Regions from separate parts of the Callithrix jacchus genome. Here region 2 is linked to region 1. The links are chromatin contacts, called in public Hi-C maps. All regions are on one chromosome and are shown on one strand. Each heading gives the region's core, a stretch centred on a gene start, on an enhancer-like site or on the middle of the called end of the contact. The rest is flanking DNA. Distances are from core to core; before and after follow the strand shown.

Region 1 (2,747 bases), core at 141-2,640:
GCCAGAGTGGGGCAAAGCTGGCCACGCCTATAACCCAGGTGCCCACCAGTGCCAGCACTATCCCCTTGGCACTGAACACTTGAGGAAAAAGCTTAGGGTGGGCAATGAGGAGGTAGCGTCCCAGTGCGATGAGGCAGAGGGTCAGGATGGAGACAGAATTGGAGGCAAAAAGAAGGAGCCCAAACACCCTGCAGAAGGTGGCACCAGTGCGCCAGTGCAGGTGGAGGTAGGTGTCCACAGAGAAGGGCTGAAGGAGTGTGCAGTAGAGGAGATCAGCCAGTGTGAGGTTGGCTATGAGCAGGTTGAATCGGGTACGGAGTTTGGGCTGGATAGCCAAGGCCAGTAAGGTGAGCACATTGCCGACGGTGCCTGTCACAGCCACCACCACCCCCCAGCTAACTGCAACATAACGATAGCCCAGCACAGACTCATGGTAGCAGGAGAAGTTGGCATCAGAGGTGTTCCACATGATAGAGGCTAAAAGAGGCAGAAGGTGGAAGAGGAATAAGGAATCAGAACCTAGCATTCAACTTGGATCTCTTTTTCCTTTGAGACAGAGTCTTGCTCTGGAGTGCAGTGGCACAATCTCAGCTCACTGCAACCTCCACCTCCCGGGATCAGGCGATTTTCCTGCCTCAGCCTCCTGAGTAACTGGGATTACAGGCGTTTGCCACGACATCCAGCTAAGTTTTTGTATTTTTAGTAGAGATGGAGTTTCACCATCTTGGCCAGGATGGTCTCGATCTCTTGACCTCGTCATCCCCCTGGCTTGGCCTCCCAAAGTGCTGGGATTACGGGCATAAGCCACCACGCCTGGCCTGAACTTGGATCTCTTGAACAGCTCTGGGACCCTGGGCATCTGAACTGCTCCTGGACCTCACCGTAATTCACTATCTTCCTAAGCCATTCCCAGGCCTCTTCATCTCAAGGTCCCTAACTCTCTCTAGGTTCTTAGTCCTTACCATTCTCAAATATTTCCCCAAGTTTTTATATAAATATATCTTGCCTAAATATCTTAGTCTTATTCTGCTACAAACCTCAGTCCTCTTCAATATCTATCCTGTTGCTCTCAGTAAACCCTCCAACTTTACTAATTCCTTCTCCATCCCCAAAGACCCCCAGAAGTCCCCTCTCTCTATTCAGCATCCTGTATTCAGGATCCTCTCTGTATCTAGTTCCCTCTGCTCCTCTCCACTATACACACATATAGGCTTTAGTCTTTTTATTTGTTACCACCTGGGAGATGAGGAGACCAAGAAGGTAAAAGTATACTCATCACAAAGTACTTACCTGAGTTTCTCAGCTTTCAATTCTTTCTCCGATGGAAGAAGTTCAACTCACCCAAAGAGCGTCCTTTCTGGTGGACAGTCAGGCTTCACGCTTCAAACAAGAGATATCCTGCTCTTATGTGTCCTATTATACTCCGCCGAAAGAATAAGAAACTCCCCAGTTACTCAATCCCAGCCACTTCCTTCACTACCTCCGGTCCTACTCATTTTGCTTTGGCTAGTGAAATCTATGCTTCTCTTTTGAAATTCCCCTGCTACTTACCTCAGAGTCGTTTCACTCTTTCCTTTCTCCTTCCTGAAACCTGAGCTCTGTTTTCTTCCCCTCTTTTGCGTGGCAGATCTCACCTGTAAGAAAGAGATCATTGCTGAGAATTGCTAGGGCATGGAGTCAGAGCATCAGAACATTTGGGCCACTCCTCAAAGGGCCAAAAGATAAGACCAAGTCCCAGTAGCAGCTTTAGGTACCCCCAGAAGTCCTGAGTTTGTTTCAGAGGAGCACTACCTTTCTTCTCTGCAGGGCTTGGACATGGTTCAGGTCAGAGGGACCCATGTGACACCGTAGCACATCTGAGAAACAGAGTTAGATGAAGAAAAGTGGGAAATGAGGCATTCAGGATTCTGGTTTCATTCCTCTGAAGAGATCAGGGACCTGTTCAATCATTCATTTATCCATTCACTCAACAACTTTGTATTGAGTGCCTACTGTACATCAGACTCTGACCTAGACACTGGGGATACAGGAATGCCTGATACATGGCCTTGTGCATGGTCTACTGAGGAGACAGATACAAAAATATGCAAGCGCTTAATCAGTTCCCCAGAGCAAGGGTGAATAAACTTCACCCTATGGGCCAAATCCAGCTGGCTATCTGTTTTCATATAGCCTGTGACCCAATAATGTTTTTTTTTTTCATTTAAAAATGATTATATTAGGCCAGGCGTGGTGGCTCATGCCTGTAATCCCAGCACTTTGGGAGACCGAGGCGGGTGGATCACGAGGTCAAGAGATCGAGACCATCCTGGTCGACATGGTGAAACCCCATCTCTACTAAAAATACAAAAAATTAGCTGGGCATGGTGGCACGTGCCTGTAATCCCAGCTACTCAGGAGGCTGAGGCAGGAGAATTGCCTGAACCCAGGAGGCAGAGGTTGCGGTGAGCCGAGATCGCGCCATTGCACTCCAGCCTGGGTAACAAGAGCGAAACTCCGTCTCAAAAAAAAAAAGATTATATTTTAGGTTGAGTGCTGTGGCTCATGCCCATAATCCCAGGACTTTGGGAGGCCAAGGAAGGCAGATCACTTGAGGTCAAGAGTTTGAGACCAGCCTGGCAAACATGATGAAACCCTGTCTTTACTAAAAATACAAAAATTAGCCAGGCATGGCGAGCAGGCCTGTAACCCTAGCTATTAGGGAGGCTGAGGAAAGAGAATTGCTTGAATCCAGGAGGCGGAGGTTG
Region 2 (2,747 bases), core at 85-2,584, 150 kb before region 1:
CCATTATAACCGGGTTTCAGGTAACTCACCTTCCGCCGCCCCGGGAACGACGTCATCACCTTTCACCCTCTGTCCCCAAGTCTAACTCCAACTGGGAAGTCCTTCCTGATGTCTGACCGCCATTCCTCCTGCTGCAGCTTCAGCTAAACCTAACAAATTACGTCCCACAGGAGAAAGGGGTTGCCTTAACTTCCCTTCCTGAGCTAAACTATCCAAATCTCTGGCCCCTTTTCCACGCTCACATCCCATATCCCCATCCTAACAAGGCTTCCCTTTAGGGGTCTGGATCTTCCATTTATCCCGCCTTCCGACATCAGAGCAATCCAAGACTGCTTCCTGATTGGCAAACCCCTCCCTTCTAATTGCCCCTGTCACTTAGGACTTCCCCCGCTGCATCAATATGTAAGTCCCACAGATGGCCTCAGTTTCCCTGGTAGGGAGTTGAGCTGCCTCTGAGGCTTTGGGAGGAGGAGTGTCCCTTCCCACTCCTGATCAGGACACCGCCACATTGTCATTCAGCGGAAAAGCATTTATTGGGCGCCTACTATAGGTCGGGCCCGAATTCTCTCTTGGCTCACAGCCCTCGGGTTGCTCCATAGGGTTGGCGGAAAGAGCAGGAGATCTCGAAATGCCAATCTCCAGTCTGCAGCGTGGGGTAAGAGAGGTGAAGTCGTCTGCGACTGAGTGAAGCCACCAAGGAAGGGCGAGGAGGTGGGATGCCTGCAGGTCTGGGCGCTCGGGGACCGCAGAAAAGAAGACTCGCTCGGCGCCCCAGCCTCCCAGCGCTCAAACCTAACGCAGGATTTCCCATTCTTAGCGCAAGGAAGACCCCTCGTGGCCATTGGGGGAAGAGTCGGCAAGGGGAAGAAGAAAAAAAAAAGCCAGAGCCAGGAAATGACAACTCCCCCACCCCCGCCAGACTCCCTTCCAGTTCTTGCCTAGGGTGGGGACTTGGTCCTTGGTCCTCGGGAGGAGGGGGATGGGAGTTGATGCCCAGACCCCATTCCCACACCCTCAGAACCCAACATTTGGGATTTTGGGAATAGAATCTGCTCACTAAACCACCCGGAAAAATCAAACAGAAACAATAGCAAGTGTGACTGTGGTTAAACTTCTGGAGGGACTTCTCAAGAAGCGGATGGGAGGCAGGAGCATGGGTCACAAGGCAGGAATGAAAGAAGTCAGGTGTTCCGATCCACACCTTCCCTGGCTCTGGAGAGGGGGAATTCTGAGACGGGGACGGGTGTGGGATCATCTACCCCACCATGCGGCTCTTTTCCGCTCGCAGTGAAGGAAGGACGCTCAGATCACAGGGGCTTAGGTATTCTGGAAGCCAGGGCCCTTCCCCCTGCACGTAGGGTGGGGCTGAGGGAGTGGGGGCACACGGTCATTGGGGACATGAAGGGAACTCGCGTTTGTCCCGATGGTCACGGTCCTGAGGCGGGACGGTCAGGACGGGGAAGATGTACTTCCTCCCCCAGCATCCTCTCCCGCACCGCGTCTGAACTCCTCTGGGAGCGGAACGGCAGTAACAAAGCTGCGCCCCTGGCCGGGCACGGTGGCTCAAGCCTGTAATCCCAGCACTTTAGGAGGCCGAGGCGGGTGGATCACGAGGTCAACAGATCGAGACCATCCTGGTCAACATGGTGAAACCCCGTCTCTACTAAAAATACAAAAAATTAGCTGGGCATGGTGGCGCGTGCCTGTAATCCCAGCTACTCAGGAGGCTGAGGCAGGAGAATTGCCTGAACCCAGGAGGCAGAGGTTGCAGTGAGCCAAGATCGCGCCATTACACTCCAGCCTGGGTAACAAGAGCGAAACTCTGTCTCAAAAAAAAAAAAAAAGCTGAGCCCCTTCCCCCACCCTTTGACTCCGCTCGCAACCTAGCCCAGGCCGGGCGGCGCGAATTTGCATATATTTGCATACCCAGCTGCGCACAGCTGCATTCGGTTTTGGGCCATAAATTCGTGGCAGGCGGCTCCAGGCGAGCAGGCCCCACGCCGGGCGGGCGTTCTCCCTGCGCGCCTCCGCTGCGGCTGTTCACGCCCCGGGTGCTGGCGCGTTCTCACGCCTCTCTGACTAACCGCGGGAGCAGTCCTGCCCGGACCCGCCTCCCCGGCTCGCGCCACCTTCTGGGTATGTCTGTCTCGCATTGGCACAGGCCAAGCCTGCAACCCCAGATTCTGGTTCCTCCATTCTCTTGGACTCGACTTGGTCAATGTCTCCTGAATGTGTTCATCTTTTCCTGACGCCTTGGTCCAGGGGCTTCTGGTGGGATTTTCCTCCCGGGACTGATGCAAGGCCTCCTAGGGTAGTCCTGCCTCCGGGGTTACCTTGCTTAAAAAAAAAAAAAAAAACTGGTCTAATGAGGGTCAACAGCTGAAAACTCTGGACTCCCAGGCTTCAGAACTAAACTTACATTGTTCACCCTTGCCAAAGAAAGCCCCTCACATTTTGTCAGCATCCCCCTTCTCTGGCCTTATCTTGTGCATCATGGCCAGACTCAGGCACACAACAGCCAGCGCTTCAGTTTCACAAAACTGTGAGGTCCCCAAGCTCCTCATGAGCTCTCTCACTCTGCCTGGACTTACCTGCACCTTGCTTCCACCTGGGCTTCTCTTCTGCCCTCTTATCTACTTGACAGACACGTTCTTTGAAAATCAGTGCTCAGATGTTTTTCCTTTGGAAAGACCTTCCCCGATTCCCCTCACCTGTGGCAATTGATAAAGACATTTATTAGCACTAAC

The links. Hi-C and Micro-C count contacts between places; a contact is called where the count stands out from the background.
Region 2: a contact with region 1 is called in a Hi-C map of induced pluripotent stem cells, with 4 times the contacts expected there. The contact joins the enhancer-like site here to the promoter of GPR84 in region 1. A contact is called at or near these places in 3 of 3 Hi-C or Micro-C datasets (induced pluripotent stem cells and skeletal muscle).

What each region holds. Positions count from the first base shown.
Region 1 is chr9:65,185,904-65,188,650 of calJac240_pri, reverse strand. It overlaps GPR84 (G protein-coupled receptor 84), which reads right to left and starts at 1,390. Exons shown (of 2, transcript XM_002752554.7): 1 at 1,291-1,390; 2 at 1-477. The coding sequence starts at 469.
Region 2 is chr9:65,334,593-65,337,339 of calJac240_pri, reverse strand. No RefSeq gene overlaps it. Among named protein-coding and RNA genes, the nearest start is that of SMUG1, 30 kb to the left of the region's middle. Within about 2 kb of position 1,334, at least 9 of the 16 cell types and tissues checked have an H3K27ac peak or open chromatin away from gene starts, as enhancers often do. A contact at or near this core is called in skeletal muscle, where this site is marked.